Regions from separate parts of the Mus musculus genome. Here all the other regions are linked to region 4. The links are chromatin contacts, called in public promoter capture Hi-C maps. All regions are on one chromosome and are shown on one strand. The core of a region is the stretch at or near the end of the contact, and the rest is flanking DNA. Distances in the headings are between cores, read along the strand shown. Region 1 holds the start of Map2k1 (mitogen-activated protein kinase kinase 1). Region 2 holds the start of Dennd4a (DENN/MADD domain containing 4A). Region 3 holds the start of Zwilch (zwilch kinetochore protein). Region 4 holds the start of Ppib (peptidylprolyl isomerase B).

Evidence for each region. Promoter capture Hi-C pulls out the DNA fragments that hold promoters and counts their contacts.
Region 1: a contact with region 4 is called in a promoter capture Hi-C map of erythroid cells, with 14 times the contacts expected there. The contact joins the promoter of Map2k1 here to the promoter of Ppib in region 4. A contact is called at or near these places in 2 of 39 promoter capture datasets (erythroid cells and pre-B cells).
Region 2: a promoter capture Hi-C map of erythroid cells shows a contact between it and region 4, with 12 times the contacts expected there. The contact joins the promoter of Dennd4a here to the promoter of Ppib in region 4. A contact is called at or near these places in 2 of 39 promoter capture datasets (erythroid cells and liver).
Region 3: a promoter capture Hi-C map of erythroid cells shows a contact between it and region 4, with 9 times the contacts expected there. The contact joins the promoter of Zwilch here to the promoter of Ppib in region 4. A contact is called at or near these places in 2 of 39 promoter capture datasets (erythroid cells and pre-B cells) and 1 of 9 other capture datasets (liver).

What each region holds. Positions count from the first base shown.
Region 1 is chr9:64,251,033-64,255,544 of GRCm38.p6, reverse strand. Map2k1 (mitogen-activated protein kinase kinase 1) reads left to right here and starts at 1,940. Exons shown (of 11, transcript NM_008927.4): 1 at 1,940-2,332. The coding sequence starts at 2,253.
Region 2 is chr9:64,808,826-64,813,386 of GRCm38.p6, reverse strand. Dennd4a (DENN/MADD domain containing 4A) reads right to left here and starts at 2,376. Exons shown (of 35, transcript NM_001162917.1): 1 at 2,367-2,376; 2 at 1,801-2,047. It overlaps Gm36459 (a long non-coding RNA gene), which reads left to right and starts at 1,972. Exons shown (of 3, transcript XR_379559.2): 1 at 1,972-2,060; 2 at 2,285-2,441.
Region 3 is chr9:64,169,811-64,174,488 of GRCm38.p6, reverse strand. Zwilch (zwilch kinetochore protein) reads left to right here and starts at 1,558. Exons shown (of 19, transcript NM_026507.4): 1 at 1,558-1,671. The coding sequence starts at 1,598. It overlaps Rpl4 (ribosomal protein L4), which reads right to left and starts at 1,102. Exons shown (of 10, transcript NM_024212.4): 1 at 1,056-1,102. The coding sequence starts at 1,058.
Region 4 is chr9:66,058,152-66,062,961 of GRCm38.p6, reverse strand. Ppib (peptidylprolyl isomerase B) reads right to left here and starts at 2,793. Exons shown (of 5, transcript NM_011149.2): 1 at 2,562-2,793; 2 at 1,382-1,495. The coding sequence starts at 2,696.

The DNA.
Region 1 (4,512 bases), core at 691-3,190, 1.8 Mb after region 4:
CCTAGTGTCTTTAAGTCTGAGTGGTTTCAAAAGAGGAAGCTGGAATGTGTATTTTCAGAAATTTATTTTTGTTTTATATGTATTTGTGTTTTGCCTGCATGTACATATGTGCACCATGTGTGTGCCTGGTGCCCTTGGGGGTCAGCAGAGAATGCAGGCTCTCCTGGAACTGGAGTGGTGGATAATTGGGAACCATCATGCAGGTGCTGGATATGAGCCTGGGCTCTCAGCAAGAGCAACATGTCCTCTTAATCACTGAGCCATGTCTCCAGCCCCTGAAACTGCATTTTTTTTCTGAATATGAACTATTGAGCTATTTGATAAATTCACATCTTATGCTCCAACAACCATCACAGAAAGACAGGATAAAACAATATTTGTTTATCTTGATGCTGATAGACTAAATGGGAAGTTGGTAGACTAAACCTAGAGTCTTTAAGGGGTGGGCAAGATAGACAGTGTCTCATGTGGCCCAGGTTAGGTCTGAAACTTGCTAGGTAGAGGAGGAACTTGCTAGGTAGCCTTCTGATCCTCCTGCCTCCGTTTGGTCAGTGCATGCCCCTCAATACCTATTTATGTCCTGGTGATTAAAAAAAAAAGATTTATCTGATTTATTATTATCATCATTTTAATTTTTCTTTTTTTTAAGATTATTCATTTATTATATGTAAGTACACTGTAGCTGTCTTCAGATACTCCAGAAGAGGGAGTCAGATCTCGTTACAGATGGTTATGAGCCACCATGTGGTTGCTGGGATTTGAACTCAGGACCTTTGGAAGAGCAGTCGGGTGCTCTTACCCACTGAGCCATCTCATCAGCCATTTTAGTTTTTCACGACAGGGTTTCTCTGTGTAGTCCTGGCTGTCTTGGAACTCACTCTGTAGACCAGGTTAGTCTCCAACTAGGGATTTCCACCTGTTTCTGCCTACCGAGTGCTGGGATTAAAAGTGTGTGCCTGACTTTATTTTTAATGATGTTTGTGTGTGTTTGGGTATGTACACAAGAGTACATGTACCCTCAGAGGCCAGAGGCATGGTATCCACTACAGCTGGAAGTTACAGGTGGTTGTGAGCTGCCCAAACACGAATGCAGGGAACCCAACTAGAGTCCTGTTAAAGCAAGAAACACCCTCAACTTCTGCGCTAGCTGTCCAGGCTACTCCAAACTTGACTTTGCCAAAAGGCTTAGAAAACGAAAAAGAGGATATGAGATTGGATACATTTAGGTCGGCTGACCCCATTAATTAGACTTCAATCTGCTCTCAAAATAGGCTTCACTAATTTACCACCTCTGCAGCACGGAGTTCTCAGCTGTGTACCTCCATTTTAGTAGAATTAAAATAGAAAAATCATGTCAGTTTAGTTTAAGGAGTCTCTTGACAAGTTTTCTTTTATTTTGAGACTGGGTCTCACAATGTATCCCTGGCTGTGTAGACCAAGCTGGCTTCGAATGCGTACACATCAGCCTGCCTCTGCCTCTTGTACTGGAATTAAAAATGTGCACTCCTGGCTTTTGTTCAATTTAGTTTGCTCTTACTCAATTCCGCTTGGCCTCAGGACACGAAAAGGGGTCCTTTTCTTATTTATTTTGTACTTTTGTCTGGGTCAAAATGACCCAGCCCAAGGGAGGAGAAGAGTTGAGATAAATAGGCCAAGCAGCCCCACTCAAAGGCAAGATGACCTGCGTGCAAGAACCTCGTACAGCAGCCACCTGGATACCGCTGGTCAGCAGAGGGCGCCCGGAAAGCCTCCCTTTAACTCCGCCCCAAGCCAATGCGCCGCGCCTCCCGTGACGTATTTCCGCGTCATCTGCCTCTGAGGCTAGTCCCCATTGGCTGTCGGCGAAGCGACGGGGGCGGAGTCAGGCGGGCGTGAGGGAAGCGCTGCAGCCCCCGTGGGGGCGGGGCCTGCTCGTTTCCCCGCCCCTCCCTCACCCTCCAGTCCCTCACTGGGACGTCTGTGCGCGGCGTCTCGGAGCGCCGGAGCAGCGGTGGCCGCACTTTCTCCAAGCTGGGGCTGTAGCTGAGCTGTGGGTAGTGCGCAGGGAGCCGTCCGAGCCCGAGGAACCGGTGTGCTGAGGCGAGAGTTCCCGGCCGGCGAGCGCGCGCAGCTGGTTCTCCGCGTGGGTTGGGCGGAGGGTCCCAGGAGCGCGGCGTTGATCGAGCCGCCCCGACTCTGGGCAGAGCCGAGGGAGGAAGCGAGAAGCGGCCGCGCGCTCCCTGCTGAGTTGCAGGCTCTTTCCCGGCTGCAAGATGCCCAAGAAGAAGCCGACGCCCATCCAGCTGAACCCGGCCCCCGATGGCTCGGCGGTTAACGGGACCAGCTCGGCCGAGTGAGTACCGGGAGTGGCCGGGAGGCCGCCACCGCCAGGCGAGGCTTCGTCACGTACGGCCCGGCTGGCGGGGGGCGAGGAACTCCGGCCGCCGGGCTATCAGTGACTAAGCACTGATTGGGTGCCTGACTCACATCGACCGTGCACCCTACAAGTCCCGATCCCCCTCTTTCCCAACAGTGTCTGTCGTCCCTGGCCACCGACATCAATCTTCGCCCAAGAAAACGAAACCTAATGCGTCCCCCCCTAGCTATTGCCTAAAGGGCATACTCTGGGATTCTGGCCTGTAACAAGACGCAGAGCAAATTCAGGTCGCTTCTCATTAACCTTTGAGACCTCCTCGGGGTCTGAGTGTGGACTTGGGATGGGTGAGCCCCATTTACTTTTGGTGCCTGACACCTGTGGGGCCTTGTGGCCGGTTGATCGCCTGGCCAGCGGGGGCGTGTGTTCACAGATTTCCCCATGGCTTTTCCCTGGTTCACTTTGGGGACTCCCTCATCCGTGGCCTTTTTCTTGAGAAGTACCTTGCTCGAGGGAGGAGTCTCTCTTCATCTGTCCGTTCATGCAACAGTTCATCCCCTCACCGGTTATTCTCCCAGCTTTGCTTAGTTGACCGGGAGCCGGAAATTGACTTGAGGCATAAGAACGATGACCAGGGAAACAAAGCCAAAGGTTGCTCGGTATCTGCAGGGGCCAGTGTTGCTTACAGACAGATAAGAGTTTATTTCATAAGGTGGGTTTCTGAGCCCACCTGTTGGGTTTCTTCTTCATCTTTCCCTGAGGTCAGGAGACTTGAGAGGTATCTGATAAAATGAAAGTAGCTTCAGGCATTCTGTCCTTTGGAGATTATTGTAACCCCCCTCCCTCCTTTCCCTAGATTTTAATAACTCAGGACCTGTTGGTATGGTTACTGTCATTGATACCTGCAGTAGTATCAATGGCAGGGCTGGTAGTGGTGGATTTGTGTGAGCATAGCCAGATTATTAAGACTTGCTTCAAACACATCTTTTCTTTAGGTCCTTGACATTGCCCTTGACGTTGGATTTGTAACATATGTCTTTGAGCAGCATAATTAGCATTTGTTCAGTGTGTATGTACAGCAGTTTACCCCCTGTAAAACAGACTGCAAGTCCCCCTCCCCTCTTTCAAGGTAAGGTATTCTTCAGCAACTCTTTTCAGGACAAATATTTTTGTGAGACAATGGAGTGGGATGGGTAGGGTCTATATGTGTAACCCAGACTGGCATAGAATTAGCACAAGCTTTTTTTTTTTTTTTAATCATATTATTTTTAAATTTTTTTATTATTTTATTTATTTACATTCCAGTTGTTGCCCCCTTCAGTCTCCCCTCCCACAGTTCCTCATCACATTCCTCCTCCTCGCCTCTGAGAGTGCCCCCCCTTCCCTGGAACCTTAAGTCTCTTTCCAGGATTAAGCTCATTCTCTCCTCCTGAGACCAGACCAGGCAGTTCTCTGTTATATATGTGCCAGGGACCTCGGACCAGCCGGTGTATGCTCCTGGTTGGTGGCTCGGTGTTCGGGTGCTCCCTGGGGTCTGGGTTAGTTGAGACTGCAGGTCTTCCTATGGGGTTGCTCTCCCCTTCAGCTTCTTTAATTTTTTGCCTAATTCAACCATAAGGGTTCCCGACTTCAGTCCAATGGTTGGGTGTAAATTATATTATTTTTAATGATACATGTGTATGTTTGTCTGCATGGGTATGTGCACATGAGTGAGGTGCCCTTGGAGGCCAGAGCTATCAAGATTCCCTGGATTCGTTGGAGCTAGTTGTGAGCCATGAGTGCTGGAAACTGAACTGTAGTCCCCTGTCACCTGCAGAAACAGTAAGGGCTCTTAAGTTTTCAAACTGCTGGGCCATCTTTCCAACCCTTAGGATAAGTTTTGTTCACTCTAGATTCTTGTCAAAGGTTAGGGCCCTATCTACCTTCAGATCTTTGATTTTGCAAGTGGAGATAGATACCTGTTGTCATGCTCTTGTTCTTTTTGACGTTGTAACTGTACTCCTTTAAAGGAAAGGTAGCTTTCATGTAAAGAACTGACTAGGGTGCCAGAGGAATAGCTCTGTAAAAGCGCTTGCTGTGCAAACCTGATTATCTTTCAGTCCCCAAATCCTGCATTGGATGTAGAGAATCAACTCCTGAAAGTTATCCTTTGACCTCCA
Region 2 (4,561 bases), core at 1,127-3,626, 1.2 Mb after region 4:
TAATCTTCCAATTACACTAAATATTATTCAAGTTGCCGAAATAGGACAAAAGTTCCAGGAACTTTAGAATCAATGAGCTGCTGGTAATTCCAATGGAAGAGCTCAATCAGCACCAGCTTTCTGGCTCTCCTGCAGGGATAGAAAAGTTGTACTCCTTCACCAAACTTCAAAAATGGAAACTTGTGCACTTAAGCTTGAAATGCAAGCCAAAATTTGCTCATTTTTATCCCTAATATTAAGCTGGTGTCAAGATCAATTAACTTCCCTCACAAGCACATTCTTTCAAAATTCCACAGCAAAGTAGAATGTTTAATCATTGGATGGTGGGGGGGGGGAAGAATTATGTAACACATATAGAATGATGGTGGTAACTATATGTTATTCTAGACTCTTGCTGGGAGCTGCAGTTCAAAGGGAGTTTGTAAAAATAAAAAGCTGCCTCAAACGATTATTACGTCTCGCCCAAACAAAACAAAGCCCCATAAAAGAAATCAAGTACAATTTTAAGTTCAATTAGGGCTCAGATCAGAAATTCTATTCCTTTTTTTTTTTCAGAAGCTGTATCTCAGAACTACTGTAAATATAAACTGATCAATTTGCCCAAGAATCCTTACTTATAAACTAATCTTGGGTTCCCCCTGAGACTCCTCTTTATAGTAATCTCAAATGCACCACAATAACTTAGTGTAACCTGGGCTACGATGTTTACAGGTGTCTCCACCCCCTTCCTCCAAGGAAAGAGGAGGTACAATGGGTGGGCAGAAAACAGATTAAGGCTGTATATACACTAAAGATAATCTTGTGATAATGTAATATTGTTTATTTTACTTTTGGGCTACCCTTTTCATTCATATCTAACACACTTAAAAGAACAATATACTCACAGAGTGACACAATTCCTGCCCTCCCATGTCTCTCTGGCTGGCTGACACCCACTTTCCCCTCAGATAAATACAAGCCTGTTGACTGATGCCTGTCCTGTTTTGCAAACAAGAAATAACTGTCCTATAAGACAAATAAAAACCGTCTCTACCGCTCTGAGGCCAACCATTCGTCTGAAGGAAAAGCACACTGGAGCAGCAACATCCAAGTTTCCCTTTACGTCCTGTCATTTAAAAGCACCATAAAAGAGATGTCGCTGCGACCCAATTCTAGGTCACAAGCTTTTTTGCCCCTTCTCCCCCTGCCCCCTCCTTCGTCTTTCCCCTCTAGAAAGAGATAAACTTCAAAAGGAGTGGTGATGACCAAGAATTGCGCGCGCGTGTGCACAGACACACACACACACACACACACACACACACACACACACACACACACACACACTGGTCAACTTGGACGCTGGCCGGGCTCACGTGGAACCTGAGCCCCAGCCGGGCCCCGGCATCTGGACTGAACAGCCGCGGGAAAGCAGCCCCCGCCGCGGGTTTGAAACCCAGAGCAGGTGGGATTCCGGGAAGCAACCTTACGTAACGAGCTTGTCAAAATCCCAGCTTCAGGACCTCCCCACCGTCCGCCCCCGCCCCATCACCCCAACAACAACAGCCCCAGGCCAGCACCAAATGGCCAGTCCGGAGGGACCCCCCCGGTGTCCCGCGCTCGTTCCCACACGGAGGCGCGCGAACGCCATCGACAGCATCTCGCCATCCTCCGGGACGGCCAGAGCCCCTCCTAGCAGCTGCCCGCGCCTAGCGGCCCTCCAAGTCCTATCACCCGGCTCGGCGTCCCCCTGCCAGTCACCTCCTCAGGGCCGTGACAGCTCCCTATGCCACCGATGCCCACGCCGCCGCCCCCGCCACTCACCTCCCCGCCGGCCCCCGCGCGAGCACCGGGAAGAGCCTGAGATGCAGAGTCTGATCCCCTCATGCGCGGCGGGCGGGACACGAGGGGGCTGAATGTCGCGGCGCTTGCAGCCAGCTTAGCTCATCTCCCGGCCCGGCGCTCCGCCCAGCCGTCTCAGTCAGACGGGACTCCCCCTCCCCGCGCGGTCGCCAAAGCCTCCGCCTCCTTCCTCAGCACCAGCCGCCGAACCCGCCGCGGCCGGCGCCATCTTGGGAGTGACGGTAAAGACATGGGGGCGGGGACTATGGCAACAAAAACCAATCACAGGCCGAATCTGACCCGAGGGGCAGGAATGGGCCGAGCTAGGGGGTGGGTCGTGGGGGGAGGGGACTAACAAGGGTCCCGCAAGTGGGCGGGCCGCTGGGTGGGGCTGTGGGCGGGGTGGGGCCGGGCTGGCTGGTGACGGCGAGTGTAGCTGGGGAAACGCGTCGTGGTTCCCCTTCAGGTTGGGAGATTCCGAGCCCCTGGCGAGTAAGAACAAGGCGCACTGTACCTTCCTCTTTCACAAGCATCCAGCTATGGCCAACAGACCTGCTTCTTCCTTCCCGGCACTGCTGCTTGGTGCAGTGGTCTGAGCTGAGATCCGCCCACCAAAGTCACTGGTATTCTGCAGAAAACCCCCTAAGCGGTTAGCAACCACCAGTAGCTTTCAGTCCCGAGACAGAGGTCAGGGAAAAGGGGGAATTCAGAGGGGTTCTCTGAAAAGCGCGTTGATAAAACAGCTATTGTTGATTGAAAGGGTGTCCATTACATTGATTAATTGGATATGGCCTACTTAAACTAGACTGCAGGTCTACTGTTAATGGCTATTGGCAAGATGCCTTTGAAAAATGTGGATAATAAAGGTTGATTACCTCTACAGAGTTACTCAGAAATGTAAAGTGTATGCCTAAAAAGTATTGAATAATGTTAGCTGGAATTCTATGAACAAATGAAGGAAGAAATAGGACCTTTTAAAAAAAAATTCCTCTAGGTTGAAGTTAATCTATGCAAAACAGGCTTCATCTTTATTGCCAACCGAGATTACAGTTTTATTTTATACCTCCACTCCTTCTCTTGGACTCATTCATCCAGACAATATTGTTGGAAAACCCAGCAGGGCTGACACACAACAGTCAGGGAACCAGAAAAGGTCTGCTTTGAGGGAGTTGAGGTCTAGTGGGAGAAGCTCAACAACAACAACAACAACAACAACAACCAAATATATTTAATGCTTGGAGAAGAAACATAAAAGTTCTAGGAAGAATTCTAGGTAGCAGATAACAGGGTGGTTTTTGAAACCAGAGTGATCAAGGCTGTGCCTCTCTGAAGTGCAGGAAGAAGCCAGTAATGGAAGAAAGGCCCCAGAGAATTGAGTAAAGCAAAAAGATCATGCAGAGAACCTGCAATAGGGAGGAGCTTGGCTTTTAGAACTGCGAGGAATCTGTGTTGATGAGAAATGTATTTTGCCTGGAGAAGCCTTCCATTAGATTAGAGAGGGAGTTGAGAGCTCCGTTGTATAGGGCCTAGAAATACAAGACTATCCTTAATTCTAACTGCAGGCCGAAGCCACTGAATGGCAAGTAGGGAACAAAGCAGCTGGGAACAGTGAGTGGTACTTGAAGAATGGCATCTATATTTATATTCTAGACAACATATGGACCAGAGAACCTGATTGAGAGGGTTTGTTTTTTTTTTTTTAAATCTAAGTTTGAGTCTCTTCAACACTGAGTTCACCAAATATAGTTCAAATTGTTTAAAAAATGTGTGGGCATCACATTATATTGTGTAGATAAAAATACACTAATTTCACTGAAAATTATTAAATAATACCATTGTTGATCCCCACACCCTCCCCCCCCCCTTTTTTTTTTTTTGTTTTGCTTTTCCGGGACAGGGTTTCTCTGTTCAGTCCTGGCTGTCCTGGAACTCACTCTGTAGACCAGACTGGCCTCAAACTCAGAAACCCGCCTGCCTCTGCCTCCCAAGTGCTGGGACTAAAGGCGTGCACCACCTCTGCCTGGCAAAAACTGAAGTCTTTTAACCATCCTCCCTACTGACGTCAGCCATGATGTTTTCCTCTCCAATGTGAGGGCATAGCTATCTGCCAATCAGTGATTGCTAGAGAGAGTCTATATCATGAAGCAAACATTGGGGGGCAATGGATGTGTTCACTATCTTGATTGCACAATGGTCACAAATATATACACATATGTCAAAGTTATTAAGTTGAGGGCTCTAAATACATGCCTCCTTTAGACCTCAATAACACTACTTAGACGCTTCTACCTTTTCCTCCTCTAAGATAAGCCCACTCTATAGCTCAGGCTGGTGTCAGATCCATTACAGTTCTCATGCCTTCCACCTTCTGAGCGCTATGATGGCAGCTTGTGCCGCCACACCCACTTTCTACAGCGATGGAAGCAGGAATTGGTGCATGCTAGGCAAGCGCTTAAGCAATTCTCTGCTTTAAACAAACATACAAACAAATGTTTTAAGGGTTCAATTGGGAACTCCTGGCTTTTTCCACTGGCCCTAGACTTAACCACTAATTGGTTTGATTGTTGTGAAGCATACCCAGTCAATCCCCTTTTAAAGGTTACCTTAGCATATTATATTATCACCAGTATAAAGCACTCTGAGTTGAGATATAGATATATCCGTCTACAATATAGGGTTGTAGTTAAAATATAAAAATGTAGTTTCAGGAATTGCTTTTTAGCATGAGAGTCTTTAAACGTTT
Region 3 (4,678 bases), core at 309-2,808, 1.9 Mb after region 4:
ACAGGCCAATCTGTGGAATCAGTTTGAGGCAAGTATTGCTTTGCAGGAGACCCCAAATTCAAGCAACACAGTAAACCACCACTGGGTTTATCATTTCAATAGTTTTACAGCAAAAGGACAACCTGAAAATCTATCAATTTTAATGAGAAACAAACTTGGAAGCAACATTATAAAAACTGTTCATAGATACTGTTTAATGAGGACATGTTAAATTAATTCTACCCTCACCAACTTCAGCAAAGCTGGCCTGCTCATTTATCCAATGTTCCAGACCCCTTCAAATTCAGAAACGTTTTGATACTCTGAAAGACTCTTAACTGAGGATTCCACCAGCACTTAGGTCTGACCTATTTCCCATGTGCCCTTCCAGATACTATACCATCTCTTCTACTATACCCCCCTTTAAGTCGTCTCACAATAGGACAACCTATCTAGTCGGTTTAACGATGAATCTAACAGTCTCCAAATTACTGTGGTCAGAACAACCTTAATCCATCTACAGATAAACATTCGTGGTAAAACAATATACTAATTACTACTGAAAACTCGCTTAAGATTCAAAGGTCTAGATTACATCATATAAAGTAACGAAGACATGCATTTCCAGAAATTGTCTTAAAGAGGTGAAGGCAATCTTCCTGGAAAGCATAAATTCAGATATCCTTCAGCCCTTTTCTTTGAAGACAATTTCTCCGGACTGAAAGCACATGACCCGCCACGGCCTGTGCGGAGTTGTCATCGGACGATCTCGAACCCCTGACAAGTCTCTGGCATCAAAACGCTCGGCTTCCAGCAACCCTGCTTAGAACTAAGCAAAGCTTAGAACTAAGAAAAGCTAAGATCCCAAAGGTTCCTCTACCATCCACCTGGCGCTGTTGCCCACGTTGCCTCTAAGATGGCTGCCTCAGCGCCCACAACTCAGCTCCGGCCAGAAAAGGTGCTAGGTTTCCTTTCCCTCGTCTCCTCTCTGCAGATTCCATGTTCTGAACCTTCGCCCTCCTCTATAGCCGCCCCCCAGACCAGGGGGAAGCCCAGTGTAGAAGACCTCCACTCACCATGACGGGGAGAGGAGAAGGCCACGCTCCTCTCTACCCGGCTGCTCCCACAGGAAAAGGAAAGACTTGTCACTTGTACTCTATATATCCTTCCACTCGTCTTCCGCATCCTGCCCCTTATCAAAATCAAATTAGAGACACGATCTATCTTTCTGCTACATGTAAAAATTTCAAAAGGTAATATTATTGCGTGACGTGTGTTAAAATTATGTATTCATTTTTTTTAAAGTTAAAAAGAGTGATTAGAAAGGAGGGACTCTTTTTCGCGGAATAATTCGTAACTCGTCACAACTCTCGCGAGAATTATCTTTCTCCTCATCCCGCCCACCCTCATCATAACATCTCTTTTAGTCCATTTTTTCCCCCCTAACAGAAATGGGAGACTTTTGGAATAGTAAATTGAGGGGATGCTCTACTAAATTAAAGCAATGTGTTAGCGTTGAGTACAAACCGAACTTAAAGCGTGAAGTAGTTCCGGCGGGGCGGGGTCATGGCCTCTGACGTCATTGTCTGGGCGCGCAGTTCAGTTTAACTTCTTAGCAATGGACGGAGGCCACGGCGGTATGTGGTCGCGAATGAACCGCGCGGCGGAGGAGTTTTATGCTCGTCTCCGGCAGTGAGTTGTGGTTGGGGAATGGGATGGTACTTGTCCCTCCCCTGCCGGTGGTGTTTGCCACAGCTGGCTGCCGGCTTTCCTGGACCTGGGATGTGAGAGGCAGCCAGGGCTCTGCGGAGGCCTAGGCTACTGCCGGCCTCCGGAGAAAACACCCGAGCTTACCCAAGGGAGGCAAGATGGCAAAGCAGTGTACGGATTGGACTGATGTACACGCTTCTAAGTAGAGGCTCCTGGGACACAGAGAGCTAGATGTCATCGGGCCTCAAGCTCAGAAACGGACAGAATCCGCATCGACCCTCCTCGGCAGCCTCCTGATGCCGAGATGAGAGGCGTGAGCCGTGCCACAAATTCACTGTGTTCCCTCAGTGAAATTCTGTCAACTTCTACATCCTGTGTGAAAATCTAAGTCAGCGACTCACATCAGAATCACCCACAGGGTTGCCAAAATATACATTGACTGGCTCAGCCTCTGAGATTTTTGATTTCGTAGGCCTGATGTGAAGACAAAAAACTTTAATTCTAGGTGCAAGGTGTTGCTAGTTGGGTATAGCCCATTAGTCTCTAAATGCTATCATTTTTAACTGCCATTATTGCCCCTCCTGTTTACAAAAGCAGTAATAATTTTTCACTACTACAGGAAAAGAACTAATGTGCTTTTGTTTTTTAAGATAGTTTCAGAGCCCGGCGTGGTGGCGCACGCCTTTAATCCCAGCACTCGGGAGGCAGAGGCAGGCGAAGTTCGAGGCCAGCCTGGTCTAGAGAGTGAGTTCCAGGACAGCCAGAGCTATACAGAGAAACCCTGTCTCGAAAAATCAAAAAAAAAAAAAAAAAAAAAAAAAATAGTGTCTCTGTGTAACCCTGTCTGTCTTGGAACTCAATCTGTAGAGTAGGCTGGCCTGGAACTCAGAGATCCGGCCGCCTCAGCCCTCAGAGTGCTGGGGGTCAAAGGCGGGAGCCACCACTGCCCAGCTAAAACTAGTGGGTTTTAGTGGTTGGGTTTTTGTTGTTGTGTTGTGTTTGTTTTTTTTTGTTTTTTTTTTTTTTGAGACAGGGTTTCTCTGTGTAGCACTGGTTGTCCTGGAACTCACTCTGTAGACCAGGCTGGCCTTGAACTCAGAAATTCACCTGCCTCTGCCTCCCTAGTGCTACGAATAAAAGCATGAGCCACCACGCCCAACAAAACTGATGTTTTTAAAGAAGCTAATGTCTTTGAGCTCAGGAACTTGAGTTGTTTTTAACTGTTGTGGTATTTTGCCATGGTGTTAAGTACTTTATTGTTTTAAACCCAAGATCTCTGAGTTTGGACTTGTAAACATCGTGGCCCGGTGTCCAATGTGCTGTCCTTACAGGCATGTACCATTATGCCCAGCTTTTGAGGTTCTGGAAATGGCTTCACACATTTTAGGCAAGCACTGTTATTCCCGAGTTATGTTCTCAGCTTCTATGGTTGTTTTATGTCTGTTTTATCACCTCCATTGATACAAATTTATTTAGATCCTTTATGCTTACTAATTCTTTCCTGGATGTTTTCATCTTTCCATGCATAAACTCTAGAAGTTTTCACTTACTGTATCCCTCTCCGTGCCTACTGAAGTTTCTTGGTGATCTCCAGGGCTTCACCACAAACCTAGGAAGAAATTACCATTCTTGCCGATGTGGCATTTAACTCCAGAATTCTTCAAGTTAAGAGTCCTAAACTTAAAAGACCAGCCAGCTTCTTTCTTTTCATCTTTCCCAGACTCCCAGCCACTTCTGTTGTTTTAATTCTTCGCTGAGGATCAGAGGTGGGGGTCTTGTGCATGCTAGACAAGTCTCGTTCTTGCCCATCTCCAGTGTTCTGTTTTGGGCCATAATCATGTCTCTGAAATGTTACAAGTGATTCACAGTTCCTGTCCTCTCAGAGTTCTCAGTACCCTATAACTGGTAGTTTACTCTACATTCATTCAAGACTAGTTTTGTTTGCTATCCCCAGGAACTAGCTAGAGTGTTTGATAAACAATTGCTGAATAACCAAGCAATATCTTGGGCCAGAGAGATGGTTCAGTAGCCACCAAACATGGCATGGGGCCCACATAGTGGAAAGAGAAAATATCTCACATATTGTTCTCTGACCTTGACAAATACACACATACCACACATACATACATGCTTAAATAAATATAGTAAAGAGTCTTGTGCAATATAACAAAAGTTGACCTATCAGGCTTGTTTTTTGTTTCTAGATCAATTAGGTCAAGTATCAGATCAAAAGATGCGAACTATTCTGATATAACTGTTGGGCTCTTTCAGTAACTAGAGCTACTTTCCCTATAGCTCAGGCTGGCAATACATTTTGGTAATTTATTTGAGTCGGCCAGTGTTTTATAATTTGTGTACTTTGAGATCACTACTAAATGCCTTATGAAGCAGCTGAGCAGTGAAGAGCAGCACTTCTAGTGATCCACAGCTCTCCACACAACTCCAGCTGTGGTGACTTCTGGTGATCCACAGCTCTCCACAACTCCAGCTGTGGTGAGAGGGTGCAGTGTCCTATTCTGGCCTCTAAAGTTACATGCTCACCCCAAATCCCTAATTAAAAGGGCAAATCTCTCTCTCTCTCTCTTTTTTTAATAAGTCCCAGACTTTTTTCTTCAAGGCAGGGTTTTCCTTTTTAGACCTCACTATCTGGGCCACGACCTGGCTAGAAACTTTTTTTTTTTTTTTTTTTTTTATTTATTATATGTAAGTACACTGTAGCTGTCTTCAGACATTCCAGAAGAGGGAGTCAGATCTTGTTACAGATGGTTGTGAGCCACCATGTGGTTGCTGGGATTTGAACTTCGGACCTTCAGAAGAGCAGTCGGGTGCTCTTACCCACTGAGCCATCTCACCAGCCCCAAAACTTTTTTTTTTAAAGATTTATTTGTTTTATATGTGTGAGTACACTGTTGCTGCCTTCAGAGACACCAGAAGAGACCATCAGATGGTTGTGAGTCACCATGTGGTTGCCGGGAATTGAACTCAGGAC
Region 4 (4,810 bases), core at 1,544-4,043:
AATGAGGCAAGAAGGGGATGGCAGACAGGCGTGCACAGCCTCGCCCACAGTGCTTTCTGGTATAGATGCAGCATTTAATGTACCAAGGGAGGGACCAGCCACTGCAGGCCAACACAGAGCATACAGATCTAGAGGTGGGGGAAGCAGATCTCTCTACTGTTCTTGAATAATGTAACCCAGGCCATGAAATGCCATTTTCCCTCTGTGTTCTCTTAAGAGGTCTGGGGATATATCTCAGCCAGCAGTGTTTGTCCTAGCAGGAACACAGTCCTGGGTTCTACCCTTAGCACGGTATAAGTTGAGTGTGGTGGTGTGTGCCTGTTATCCCAGCACTCAGGAGGTAGAGGGAGGCATAATCAGAGGCTCAAGGTCACCCCTGGCTACAATCAGGTTCAAGGTCAGCCAGGGGCAGCATAAAACTGTCTCAGGAAAAACAAAATAAAACAGACAAGTTAAAATACAGAATTAATTAAACAGAATATATGTTTCCTTAAAAATTCCTTGTCATGGGCTGGTGAGGTGGCTCAGTGGATAAGAGCACCTGACTGCTCTTCCGAAGGTCCGGAGTTCAAATCCCAGCAACCACATGGTGGTTCACAACCATCCCTAACGAGATCTGGAGTGTTTGAAGACAGCTACAGTGTACTTACATATAATAAATAAATAAATCTTAAAAAAAAAATTCCTTGTCATATTCTTGGATCAAGTTCCTTGGACCCTTTTATTCTTTTTTAAAAACTGCTAACTCAGCTATGTATGTAGCGGCACAAGCCTTTAATCCCAGCAATTAGGAATCTAGGCTAGCCTGATCTAAGAGCAAGTTCCAGGACGACCAGTGTTAACCAACTCACTACTTCCCCCTCCCCCCCCCAAAAGCTCTTATTCCAAAACTTGTCATATCACATGGTCTAAGAACATTCAAATAAAAACTCAAAAAAAAAAAAAAAAATCAGATGTTAAAGTTTACTCTCTAAACATTGCAGCCACACAGTACCATGTTTGTCTATGTTCTCTCTAACATAAAACCACGTTAACACTTCAGTAGCCGCCACACCATTTGGCAGAGACAACTGTGAGGCTGCCAGATTTAGCACTGTGGATTATTATTCTATTATGACTAGCTGTAGGAAGCAGCAGGGGTTGGAAGAACCAGTCCAATCTCTGGGAAGTGCCAAACTGGGCAACTGAGGCTCTGAGTAAGTCACCGCAGTTCCAGGGCCTTCTCCAGAATTAAAGACTGGACCCCTTTATTCCCACTTAATATACAAAAATATCTCATCCTCAGGGAAGCCAGCTAATGAAGTCTGTCTACCACTACACACGGGCCACACTCTGAAGCCCCAGCTGCTCCCATCCCTACTGTGTGGGGTTAGCCACTTACCTCTCCTGTAGCTAAGGCTACAAAATTATCCACTGTTTTTGGAACAGTCTTTCCAAAGAGTCCAAAGACGACTCGTCCTACAGATTCATCTCCAATTTGTAAATCAAAGTATACCTAAGGAAAGTGAACAAGTCCAAGCTTAGCCTTCACAGGGGCCTTGGTAGAGGAGGGCCTGAGGAGTTACCCCATGAGTGAGAACAAAGCCTAAAGCTGTGGCTGAGTAGGGCAAAACCTTTGTACAAATCCAACAAACAGGCTGGAGAAACAGCAGCTGTTAAGAGCATCTGCTGCTTTCCCAGACCCTAGAGCTTCTGTTCTCAGCACCTAGATGGTGGCTACAACCATCTGTACACTTATGAAAGCTCTAGTAGTCTCCAACCCCAGTACTAGGGAGTACGAAATGGTGGGCCACTGCAGATAAGCCGTCCACCACTGAGCTAATAACCCCAGTAATTAATCTTGCTAAATTGTAGTCTCCCTCAAGTAGCTGGGAGTAATATATGCCACAGCACTTGGGTCCACCCCAAGAAAGGATTACAGACTGCCTTATGGCTTAGAGGAAAATTCGGTTGCGGCCAAGCCTGAAGACCAGAGACCAACGTGAATGGACTCCTGCAAACTGTCCTCTGACCTCTACGGTTGCACTGTGGTACCCGAGTCCCTCTCCCTACTAAGTAAATAATGTAACATTTTTTAAAAGTTTTCGTTCTCAAGACTATAGAATAGCAATCTGTGCTCTTTAAATGATTCCAGATTATAGAAACATACATTAAAAGGGGGACATACACAGGGAGATACACTGTGCTTGCAAGTTTAACTATATTTACTGTGTGTGCTACAAAACACACTAAACTGGAGAGACCATAGTAAAAGATTCGGCAATTCTGATCCATCACCATTTCCCAGCAATGCAGGGGATGTGCAAAGGGACCGTCCTAAGGATGTCCGTGCTGGCCGAAGCTGGGCATCCTGGGTCAGGGCGGGGGGCTGGGGGAGTCTGGGTTATTCTCTAGTCTGAGTAGATAGGGCGAGCCTGGCTTCAAGAGATCAAAGTCGACCCAAGGAAGAACTGAACAAGAACAAGGACGCTCAGGTCGGAACTACTGGGCCAGACCCGCTCCGGCTTGAGCCGGACCTAAGGCGGCGGAAGGCAGGCCTCGCTGGTGAGGGGAGCCCAGACCTTGACTGTGACTTTAGGTCCCTTCTTCTTATCGTTGGCCACGGAGGGTCCGGGCAGCAAAAGGAAGACGACGGAGCCCACGATGAGGGCGGCGGCGAAGAGCACCTTCATATTGCGCTCCGAGAGGCGCAGCATCCACCGGCAGCAGCAAGAGCGGTCGGGCAGCCCGGACCGGAAAAGGGTGTGGACGCGCAGCGTGCGCGTGGCCGCCCAGGCGTGGGGTGGACCCGGGGCCGCGGGCGGTCTCGTAGCGCCAGGAGCGCGCCACGTTCTCCCTGCGCAGCGACGCCGAGTGGTAGGCGCTGCCGGGGGCGGGGCTGCGGGTGGCTGCCACGTTACAGCCCTCTGATTGGGTATGTCAAGGCGGTGCGCAAAGGCAGCGTTGGGATTGGTATCAGAAAGAGAGACTACGCACCCCAGCGTGCCTTGCGACCCCACCTGCCCATCCAACTTTCAGACTTTTGTCACGGCGTGCAAAGACCAGTCGCTGCCAAATTTGGAGGTGGTCTTCAGAAGACTGGACACACTTAACCTTAGTACTAGGGGTTGAATTTAGCGGTTGAGCGTTACAGCATAGCCTTCTATATCTTCTATAATGCCTTGCTTGGGGACCGGGCGTAGTGGCTCACACCCGTCATCCCAGCACTGGGCAGGGTGAAGTAGGATGGTAAAAAGTTCAAGGCCAGCCTGGGCTACAGAGTGACTACTAGTTCTTTTTGGACTAGAGTGAGACCTTGTCTTAAAACGAACACGACCAGTCATGGTTGCACGTCTCTTTAATCCCAGCACCTTGGAGGAAGAAGCAGAAAGATTTCTGTGAGTTTAAGGCGGCTTCTATGTAGTTAGTTTCTGGCTATTAAGCATAATATAGTAACACCTATGCCCGAGAACAAAAAAGGGGTGGAGTCGAGGGGTGAAGAGATGGCTCAGTGTTAAGGTTCTTGCTCCACAATCATGAGGACCTGAATTTGGACCCAGCTCTAAAAGCAGATCATGGCCATACTTTATGACTCTAATCCTAGTGCTGTAGTGGTGCTGGACATAGGCGGGTCTGGTAGCCTTGCTTGCTTCCAGACTAGTTCTTTGATTGAGGTAGAGATCCTGTCTCAAAATGAAGGCCCAGAATGATAAGAGCTCTACACATAATGTGCATGCATTACACACACACACACACACACACACACACACTGCTTCCATTTTTAGTTTTTACTAATTTACTACTCATCTTTGTCTTGGAATCCTGTGCTTAACTGCTGTGTGCGCCTATGAAAGGATGCATTCTGTTGGATACTTTGGTATTTATCTTTTCCTTTTTACAATGTCTCATTGCATGTGAGTGGGTAGACACGTAGTTACCTGCATGTGGAGGGAGTTTATTCTCTCCTTACATCACAGGGACTCTGAGGGTTGAACCCATGTCCTTTGGCTCAGAGGCAGCAGGCAACTTTACTGAACCTGAGTTATCCTACCGGCTCCTGGTGTTAAATTTCTTTTCTTCGCACTTTGTTTTAGGAGAATGAGCCCTTGCTGCACATAGTCTTTACATAGCTCCCCTAGCCTGTCTCCAGGGCTCGGTGCTCAGCAGGTATTGGTTGGGGTGGCTTCACATTAACATAGAAGTGGAAAATAACATATACAAAGGTCTGTGGCTGACTGCCTTTTCTTTTTCATAGCTGCAGGTGCTTCCATGGGCTGTTTTCGGTTGTAACACACACTTGGTGTTGCTCCATTCTATAGTGCACACACTTTGGCGTTTGGAGTCTTACACTGTGCTGATTCCAGTGATATTTACCCTATAGGCTCGGGCATTTGAATGCTTGATCTCCAGTTGTGCTGCTGTTTGGGCAGGCTTAGAAGGTGGGGCCTTGTTGGAGGAAGCTCATCACTTGGTAGGATATGAGGTTTCAAAGCCCTGCACTATTCCTAGCTAGTGTTCTGCTTCCTGCTTCAGGTTCTGGATATGAGCTCTCAGCTGTTCCTGTTGCCAGGCAAAGAGGCAAGAATAAAACTCAGCTCGGCATGACCTAGCCAGGCTAGTTCGACTTTCTGGGGTCTGACACCAACCAGTGTAGGTTTTTCATACTTGAGTAAAACCTTGGGGGGAAAAGTTTCCTTGTGACAGCTATCACAACAAAGCTTAAGGTGTGCCTGCAGTGGAACTCCCTTGCAAAGCACATGTCCTTTGCAGAGCACTTATGTCCCTCCTTCCACAAGAACAGGCTCTAGTGACTGACAGGCAGTGCTCAGAA